3 separate regions of the Sus scrofa genome follow, and all the other regions are linked to region 1. Evidence: chromatin contacts called from public HiChIP or PLAC-seq and promoter capture Hi-C data. All regions are on one chromosome and are shown on one strand. Each heading gives the region's core, a stretch centred on a gene start, on an enhancer-like site or on the middle of the called end of the contact. The rest is flanking DNA. Distances are from core to core; before and after follow the strand shown.

Region 1 (3,162 bases), core at 368-2,867:
TCGTTAAATACTGATTGGACAGGGTGTCTGTAGCTGATGACTGTGTCCAGGACCAGGTGGTAGTTAAACCCAAATGGGCCAGGAGGATTGATCAGGTCTACCGCCCTCAGATCAAACTGATTAGATCTAGGGCCCTGTTTAGAACCATATAACAGAAAGACACTTTATCAAAACTCTGGGGGCAATATTGCTCAAATGGCTATACACAACTCTTTCAGGAATATGGATAGAGAAACTCTCTGGTGGTCTTTTAAGGAACTTGTCATGAAAGAGTTACAATTTTCCACCTCATTTATACCAGTAAATAAGAAATTTCCTAAAATGAATGAGCAAAGGCAAACAATCACTACAGAGACATGATAAAGACAGACAGAAATAGAGCTTTCTAACAATTTAGAGGTATACAATGCTACAAATCAACTGGACTGAGAAATCAACTTGTTTTGCAATGACCGCCAAGTTGAGACCAGGAACACAGGTTGATTACTCACGAGGAAAAAAAAAAAGGTAAAGCCACAAGCATAAAAAGCTCTACACCCATCAGACAAACACACAGTCTGCTGAAAGTAGAATATTATGATCATGCCACCAGTTTATCTGCCAGGGAAAGGGGACCCCCCCTGAACTTTCAGGTGAAGGAAGTAGCAGCAGTCACGGTCCAGGCTCCTGAGTGTCATCAGGTCTCCCACAGGGGCTGCTGCACTTGCTCTGTACCTGTTCCCTTATGTCTCAAGCTGTGGTCAATGCAGACTAAAAAGGCCTGCAGGTGAAACATCACAATCACATGGCCAACAATGCCAGGAGCACAGGAAAGGACAGCATCCACATAAAATTCACACTGAAGGTGCTGCCCAAGGGCTAGACCAGGGCAGTGATATAAGCAGTTCCCCCTAAACGAGGCCCTTCCACACCCAGCCTCCATGTAGGTTTGGAACAGCTAAAAGTGTGCCAAGAGGATTGTCGTTGTGATACCTGTGAAATATGGTCTCGTAGTTACGATTTCCACCAAACTGCTGAAAATACAACTCGTACTATTAATGCTTAATATGCCATAAGCATCTGGCTCAAACTTAACAAAATACTGTAAAATTTTAGGCTGAATGCCATAAACAGCTAAAATGGGACAATGGTAATTTCTGCTCCCCAGGCCAGCGTTAAAGCAGCATTCTGAGCATCAGTGAATAGATTCCGATCTGTTTGGTTAGCTTTAGACGTCAGACCACTCTATTCAGACTATCGCTTTCTTTTTTTCAGGAACGATAAATCAATTATTCCCGCAGTTGGACTTGGAAATGGCTCCACTGCTGCGAGGGAAACCCCAGACAGGGTCTCAAGATGGGGAATAGCTTTAACTCGTCTGTGGGGAGTCTTGAGCAGATGGTGACTCCTCGAAATAAGTTCTCAGGGACGAAGGAGGTAACGGGGATTTCGGAGGGGTCCGCGCTCCGCAAGGCCACTTCCTGGGAGCCAACCGCCCGGAACACAACCACTCCGCCGCCGACGCTGACCGTTAGGCGCGGGCGGGGCCGGGGTCACGTGGCCTGCGCCGGGTCAGAGCCCGGCGTACGCGGGAGCACGCAGAGCGGCTCGGCCCTCGGCCGCGCGCCTGGCGTGCGCGCTCAGGCCGGGGGCGGAGCGTGTGGGCTGAGCCTCAGGCGCGCGGCGGGCCGGAGGCGGGGCCGGAGCGGGGTGGAGGGCGGGGGCGGGGCCTCCTCCTCCACCTCCGCCACCTCCGCCTCCGCCTCCTCCTCCTCCTCCTCCCGCGAGGCTCGGCTGGGGGTGGCTGTGGCGGCGGCGGCGGCGGCGGGAGGCTAGTGACCCGCGGAGGGGCGCCCCGGCCATGACTGCGGAGCTGCAGCAGGACGACGCGGCCGGAGCAGCGGACCGCCACGGCTCGGTGGGCTTCGCGGCGGCGGCGGGCAGGAGCCGGGGGGCGGGCTCTGGGTCCCGCGGGGTGGGGGGTTCGGGGTCCGGGCCGGAGCGGCGCGGGGCGCTGACGGGCCTGCGGGGTTCGGGCGCGGGGCCGGGCAGGAGGGGGCTGCGGAGGGCGCCCGGGCCCGGCGCGAGCGAGGGCGGCGCGCCGTGCGGGTGAAGACTGGGACTCGGGAGGAGGCTGAAGTCTCTGCAAGGCAGAGATCGAGGACTCTCTTCGGGTCCGGGGGCGGGCTGAAGTTCAAGGGAGATTAGCTGTTTTGAAAAATCAAATACAAAAGGCTGGACGTGGGCTGTCTTCATCAGGGATCTCTAAAGGGAGCTCTCCCGGCCCCCGGCAGGGGTGAGAAACTTCCTAAAGGGGCAGCTTTGGTGGTTTTTGTTTTTGTTTTCTAATCTGTTTTGGGGCAATGCTGTTTTAAAAGTGTCTAAAGCAGTTAGATAACCGAAGTTATCTAACTTAAAGGCAGGATTTATCAACACCTTGTGAAAGATCGGGGGTCGTAGTTACCGCTTTCTGTCTTCCACACCCCCCCTCCTTTTTTTAAGCAGAGAGCAACCTCCCCAATTGCTGCATTCATCACTCTAGATTTTTAAGGAAGGGGGAGGAGCACCGCGATGATTAGAAGGTATGCTGATAATGCTTCCCTATTCCTATTAATCTAAGAAGATTGAAATCAATACAGGGATTTCTGGGCTAAGATGGTGAGAGTGAAAGAACACTGGTTTGAGAGAAAATCAAAAGGCTAATGTCTGTGCGAAAAAAACTCGGGAAGTGGGCAACTTGAGAATGTCTTCTAATGTTACTTTGGAATCTTATAATACTGCCCGGACCCCCCTCAAGTGCTGAGCTTTTTCAAGACAGAATGGGAAACCTGTACCACGTATTCAAATGCAAGTTTGGAAATGAGGAATTTCATGAAATATTTACAGTACAAAGCTGTCAGATACCTCCACGTGAGAAACCTTTTATGCCTTTTTTTTTTTTTTCCCTTTCCTTTTCAGGCACTCAGAGGACCAATAGTGTGTAAAGTGACCGCACTTCCTTTTTTTAAACTCCTGTAGTAAAAGATACCTCCAGGTTCTGGGCTCCAAAATGGAAGTAGGCAGGTGGCATTTCATGGGTTGATTTCTAATAGAAATATTGTTAGGTGTTTACAAATGCCAGTTGGAGTCTGCGTCAGGATTTTCTCTGGTGTCGGAGATCAGTTGCATTTGTTTTTAGGACGG
Region 2 (3,162 bases), core at 414-2,913, 470 kb before region 1:
AAACTCAAGTCATTCTAACAAAGTTTATGTTCTTTTCACAAACCCAAACTGAAATTTTAAACTCATTTTTTTAATTGTTAAAGTATCACTGATTTACAATGTTGTGCCAATTTCTGCTATACAGCAAAGTGACCCAGTCATACCTATATGTATTCTTTTTCTTGTATTATTTAAGCTCATTTTAAAATTATAACTTTTAAAATCCATATTGTCAGTGTTATTATCAATGTCAATTCCCATTTTCAGGAATATATATAGTTTACTATTCACAAAGCTTAAAGCATTTTAATCCAAAAAGAAGTTATTTAAAACTGAATAAGAAAATTTAAAAAACAAAGCAGTAAACAACCTCCCTCCCAAACCTCATCAGTGAATAGTTACCTGATCTAAACTGAATTTTGATGGGCCTTCCAAAAAGTTTTATTCCATTAAGGAGATTCATTGCATAAGGAACAGATACTTCATGTTTGAAATTCACAAATGCAAATTGCTTCGGTTTTCCATCTTTATCTTTTGGAATTTTCACTTTTATTACAGGCCCAGCCTACAGACAAAACAAACAAACAAAGTGTTCAGAATTTTCAATAAAGCAATTTCAGGAAAATACTCAATATTTACAAAGTTTAAAAAATTAAAAAATGTAACCAGGAACTGTAAAAAAATTGGATACACATAGATTCCCATCTCGGTCAAAGATCCTATAGACATGAATGAAAATTAGATTAACTTATTTGTGGGGGAGGGAGCCCATAAGGATCTGGTAACCCAATCACTGAATTTACATTTCGCAGCATTTTAACCGGGCGACCAACATCCTTCATTTTCCCGCTGCATAGAAACTAACGGTTATTGTGAGCAAAAGAAAGTAGTTTTCTTGGATTAAAAATTACTTTTATATTGATCAGTCAAACGTTACCACTTGTTGGAGGATAGAGCTGGAGGGAACAGGATTAACACATAATACCGATTTTAAAACACGACAATGCTGCTTTCCTATGGAGTATCTATGAGTCTATCTTTGCTGCAAACTTTGTAAGAAACTTCAGGGGCAAAAGGGTACTGACAAGGATAGCGAAATGTAATTTACAAGAGGAAAAAGCAAAAAGAAGAGGAAACGCGCAGCTCTGTGACGGACCCATACATACGAGGTCACTTAGAAGCCCTGAATCTCTACAAGGGGAATGCTTAATTGAGGAACCCTCCACGACCTTTAGCCATCACTTCGGCCAGAACTAGGCAGGGATCTTCTAATAAAGTGACACTAAGCGAGAGCCTCACTTTCTAAGCGCGACCTCCACCTTCAACCAGCCCACCTGTCGGGTGCCGGGACTGAACGTCCCGCTGGCACCGAGAAAGCTGAGACGGCCGTTGGGCCGGGCCCTACACAGGCCGGAAAACGAAAGGAAAAGGCTGATCCCAGCCGCTTACCTGGTGGAAAAGCTCAAAAAGAAGCTCCTCTGTCACCTTCGTCTCAAGGTTGCCCACAAAGAGCGTGCGATCTGCTTCGGCTGCCGCCGCCCCCATCTCAGCGTCGCCCCCTCCCGAAAAAGGCCGAAGGGTCGCCGCCGGCGCACCCACTGCGCACTCTCAGAAACCCCACGTCCTCGCGCTTTGTGGCGTCACGGACGTAAACGTCAATCACGCCGGCTCTCAGTGGCGTCGACGTGCTCTGACGAACTGCGCACGCTCGCGAGAAGAGCGCTTGGTAGAGGCAGTTTCTTGATCAGCTGCTGCAGTGATGGCTTCCGGCGCGGTCAGACTCCGCGGGCAGGACCGGCTGGACTGATCTGCGGAGTCGCGAGGGCGCGAGGGCCTGCCCTGACCGAGGGACGTAACGCAAATACTGCAGGCAGTGTTTGAAAATGGCCCTGTCCTCCGGCGATCAGAGGAGCAGGAGTGGCTACCATTCTTTCCACGGCGACCTCAGCTCTGCGGCCTTAGCTTTGGCGATGGTCTCTGGGGACAGCTTCCTCGTTACCAGGCCTGAGGCTATTCTTCCAGAACTTCCTCGGCCGGCTATGCGAATAAACGCCCGGACCGAGAGCCGTCGGGCACCTACTGGTGGCCAGAGCCCTGCCCGCTTTATAAAGGGCCGGGAACCTGATGGGCGGAGCCGGAGCCGTCAGGCCAGATTCTCACCGTACCCTGCCCCAGAGGTGAAACTCGATCTCCTGAGAAGTGTCCTGCAACAACGTCTGGTGGCACTTGGAGGTGTAATTGCAGCCCGTCTCTCGGCCTAAGACGAACACCTCCCTCCGCCCCGCCCCCCGCCCCCCGCCCCCATTAGCTTGTGAACAAGGCTTCTCTCAAATCCTTTCTTGGTGCAACCGAAGTCTTTATTTTTAATTAGGGACGTCTTTTCATTTCACTATAAAAATAGGTAGGAGTCCTGTTACGCCAGCCTAGCAGGAAGGAACAGTTTTTAATTAATTCAGATGGTTTTAAGCAGCCGTGATAATTGATTGGATCAGAAGGACTGATAATTGGATCAGCAGGGCGGAAGTAGCAGAGAGTTTTTGAGGTAGTCACAAACCTGGCAGTTTTTCCTACCTTGAAACTTGAAATTCTGAGTTTCCTTAACTGCCTCCGTTTCTACCACAGACTGTTCCCTTGATCTTTAGTGCTGTTAGTTTGTTACTCTGGCTTATCCTTCCGCCTGTAGCCCAACACTTCATCCTATCATATGGTCCTTAACACTTTCTTCCATCCCCTCCACTTTTTCTCAAGAAGTATCTACAAACTTCAATCACAACCATACTAAAACAACAAAAATGAAACCTAAACCTTGCTAATCTGTCAGATAATTTTTTTTTCTTCTTAGGGCCACACCAGCAACGGATGTTCCTAGACTAGGGGTCTAAACAGAGCTGCAGCTGCCTATGCCACAGCAATGCCAGAGCTAATCGGCGTTTGCGACATACACCACAGCTCACTGGCAATGCCAGATCCTTTACCCACTGAGCAAGGCCAGGAATCCAACCCTAATCCTCATGGGTACTAATCGGGTTGGTTACCGCTGAGCAACAACTGGAACTCCTACTCTTTCAAATTAGTGAACTAACTTATAACTTCTCAATTTGTTGAGATTCCAAATGAATTTTTACACTTACATTTCTCATTTTATTGTATTCAATCCCAGCTTTCTTAATCTCAATCTGTTGT
Region 3 (3,162 bases), core at 448-2,947, 370 kb before region 1:
GTAACAGCCGTCATAACTGCCCGGGAGCCCAGCAAGGGCAAGAATTGTGTCATACTTGTTCTTTCATCCTCAGTGCCTGGCAGATGGCAGATGCTAAATAAATATTTATAGATGAACCCTGATTAGCCGGGAGAAGCTCACAAAGCCCAGGGGTCTAAGCTGCCCTCCTGGCCTTGCCTCCGCTGCTGCTCTCATAGGGATCCCACCCTTGGGGCAATGCAAACATCACACCATTCACCCAGTGGCTTCCTAAGGCCATTTTTTTTTTTTTTTTGGGTCTTTTTGTCTTTTGTTGTTGTTGTTGTTGTTGCTATTTCTTGGGGCGCTCCCGCGGCATATGGAGGTTCCCAGGCTAGGGGTCCAATCGGAGCTGTAGCCACCAGCCTACGCCAGAGCCACAGCAACGCGGGATCCGAGCCGCGTCTGCAACCTACACCACAGCTCACGGCAACGCCGGATCATTAACCCACTGAGCAAGGGCAGGGACCGAACCCGCAACCTCATGGTTCCTAGTCGGATTCGTTAACCACTGCGCCACGACGGGAACTCCTTTCTTTTGTGTGTGTGTGTGTGTGTGTGTGTGTGTGTGTGTGTGTGTGTGTTTGTGCTAAGGCCATTTTTTTAAACAGTATTTTTTCCTTCAATAGGAATGTCTTTGCTACCATCCCTTATTTATTTATTTATTTTGTATGGCTGTACCCACAGCATATGGAAGTTCCCTGGGCTAGGGATTGGATCCCAGCTGCAGCTGCAACCTGTGCCAGCTGAGGCAGCACAGGATCCTTACCCTACTGTGCCACAGCGAGAGTTTCTCCTCCTTTATAATGCATCTTGGCCACCACTTCCTCCCTGAAGCCTTCCTTGGTTCATTCCCAAGCAGGAACTAATCCCTCCTTCTTCTTCGCATCCCATCGTCCCTCTCCCGAGCTAGTAATTCTGCCTCCCATACAGCCCTATGCCTGCTCAATGGGAGCTTAACAGAAGCGTGCTGCCCATTATCCCAGCAAATGGTAACCCTCTTGGGTCCCTGGCCATGTCTCACACTCCTCGGTCTCTATCTCCAGGAAGACAAATGCTCAAATGCCCACTCACAGGTGGCAGGCAGAACTGTACCTGGTAACTTGAATATCATGTCAGGGAGCCGATGTGAAGGCCCAGGACCCCAGCAGAAGCTTTGACAGGTGCACACCTGCACCTCCTGCAGGAGGCAGAGACTGGACGCTGCAGTCCCACCGAGCATGCTCCCCAGACATCCTCTCCCTATTCCCGCCTACCTAGCTCTTTGCCTTACACTTTCCCAGCCCAGTCCTGCTTTCCCACCGTACATGGCAGTGTACACTCGGAGCTCTCCTTGGGTGGGGTGTGAGCACTCAGCCTCTGGGTCCACCTACTGCAAGTGTGTCCTGGTGGTTAATCCTGATCTGAACGCAGCCTTTGGGAGAGTCAACTTCACCTATCCCTCAGGTGGTGGCACTATAGGTAGATCCTACCCACTTCTATGGGTGGGTCATCAGCTTATGCATGTGCTCACATGCGTGTGCACACACACGCGCATATACCCAGATACACACACGGGGTAGAATGTAATCAAGGGCTTACATGTTGCAACCATGTTTCGTGTAAAGACCAGCCCTGGTCAAAGGGCTGTGTCCAGCTTTACACAGACACTCAACAAATATTTGTTGAGTGACTAAATTGCTTGTGTGCCCACCGCTGAGTCACCAACCATCAGTGATTTGACACTCCTCTGCTCACTTGAAGCTCTGGCCTGTTCTACCACTCCAGGTGCCCGGTGTCTTAGCCTTAGTGCCCTTGGGGGACAGGGCTCCCATACTGGCACCCAAATGTCTTCAGTTTTTCCAGAAGTTCACCAAACACAATAGGTTGTTTCCCCTCTGGGTCTTGGTACTTGTCCTGGAAGTTCTTGCTCTTCACCCCTGATTCCTTTGCCTGGGTCACTTTTCTTTTCTTTTTTTTTTTTGTTTTTTTTGTTTGTTTGTTTGTTTGTTTTTTGTTTTTTTTAGGGTCACGCCTGCGGCATTTAGAAGTCCCCAGGCTAGGGAGTTCCCGTCGTGGCGCAGTGGTTAACGAATCCGACTAGGAACCATGAGGTTGCGGGTTCGGTCCCTGCCCTTGCTCAGTGGGTTAACGGTCCGGCGTTGCCGTGAGCTGTGGTGTAGGTTGCAGACACGGCTCGGATCCCGCGTTGCTGTGGCTCTGGCGTAGGCCGGTGGCTACAGCTCCGATTCAACCCCTAGCCTGGGAACCTCCATATGCCGCGGGAGCGGCCCAAGAAATAGCAACAACAACAACAAAAAGACAAAAAAAGACCCAAAAAAATAATAATAAATAAATAAATTAATTAAAAAAAAAAAAAAAAAAAAAAAAGAAGAAGTCCCCAGGCTAGAGGTCAAATCAGAGCTGCAGCTGCTGGTCTTCCCACAGCCACAGCAACACCAGATCTGAGCCGTATCTGCGACCTACACCCCAACTTGTGGCAACGCTGGACCCTTAACCCACTGAACAAGGCCAGGGATGGAACCTGCACCCTCATGGATACTAGTCAGGTTCATAACCCTCTGGGTCACAACGGGAACTCCTGGGTCACTCTTTACATCTCCCTGATCTGCTTGCCTCTTCCTTCAAAAAGCCTTTCCCTAGTGCTCTGTCCCTGCCCCAAACTGGGTTAGGTGGGTTGCTCTGGACATGAAGGGAAAACAGCTTCTCTAGCTCTGTTTAGAACTGCTTGTTACATGCCTTTATAAGGTCAGCTGAAACTTACACGAAATTGCTTGTGTGGTTATTTAGCAAATGTATTCATGTTATAGCTTAGAGGTGTCACAATAACCCTGGGGAAGGCTGTGATGACTCCCATTTCAGAGATGGGGAAACTGAGGCTCCGAGGTGCCCACATGAAGCCACAAGAGCAAGTAAGACAGAGAGCTAAGCATCAAAGTCCACGCGCGAGCTTTCCATTTCATGGGGCGGGGCTGCCACATTAGCAGGAGCGAGAAGCGGGTGGGGAGCAGGCTCAGAAGTCATGTGGTCTGAATTGCCTAAAACAGGAGAGCAGGAGCAGGACTCTGACCCCTTCCTTCCAGGAAACCCTGAGAGCTCTCAACACTAAGGAGGCACAACTTTATTTCTCGAGTCCAATTCCTT

What was found. Promoter capture Hi-C pulls out the DNA fragments that hold promoters and counts their contacts. HiChIP or PLAC-seq counts read pairs in DNA pulled down with a chosen protein or histone mark.
Region 2: a contact with region 1 is called in an H3K27ac HiChIP or PLAC-seq map of alveolar macrophages. The contact joins the promoter of C9H11orf71 here to the promoter of USP28 in region 1. A contact is called at or near these places in 2 of 47 Hi-C or Micro-C datasets (heart right ventricle and skeletal muscle) and 2 of 2 datasets of contacts at active chromatin or transcription factors (alveolar macrophages and skeletal muscle).
Region 3: a promoter capture Hi-C map of liver shows a contact between it and region 1, with 4 times the contacts expected there. The contact joins the enhancer-like site here to the promoter of USP28 in region 1. A contact is called at or near these places in 1 of 5 promoter capture datasets (liver), 5 of 47 Hi-C or Micro-C datasets (liver, mesenchymal stem cells, mesenteric adipose tissue and 2 more) and 1 of 2 datasets of contacts at active chromatin or transcription factors (skeletal muscle).

Annotation. Positions count from the first base shown.
Region 1 is chr9:41,479,499-41,482,660 of Sscrofa11.1, reverse strand. It overlaps USP28 (ubiquitin carboxyl-terminal hydrolase 28), which reads left to right and starts at 1,617. Exons shown (of 24, transcript XM_021062863.1): 1 at 1,617-1,897. The coding sequence starts at 1,841. LOC102166826 (a long non-coding RNA gene) reads right to left here and starts at 1,520. Exons shown (of 3, transcript XR_002335634.1): 1 at 973-1,520; 2 at 1-134.
Region 2 is chr9:41,945,978-41,949,139 of Sscrofa11.1, reverse strand. It overlaps C9H11orf71, which reads left to right and starts at 1,663. Exons shown (of 1, transcript XM_003129884.2): 1 at 1,663-2,316. The coding sequence starts at 1,863. The coding sequence ends at 2,240. It overlaps RBM7 (RNA-binding protein 7), which reads right to left and starts at 2,059. Exons shown (of 5, transcript XM_003129877.5): 1 at 1,429-2,059; 2 at 382-544. The coding sequence starts at 1,524.
Region 3 is chr9:41,852,061-41,855,222 of Sscrofa11.1, reverse strand. It overlaps LOC102168180 (a long non-coding RNA gene), which reads right to left. Exons shown (of 8, transcript XR_002335645.1): 6 at 1-93. Among named protein-coding and RNA genes, the nearest start is that of NNMT, 17 kb to the left of the region's middle. Within about 2 kb of position 1,697, at least 6 of the 83 cell types and tissues checked have an H3K27ac peak or open chromatin away from gene starts, as enhancers often do. A contact at or near this core is called in liver, where this site is marked.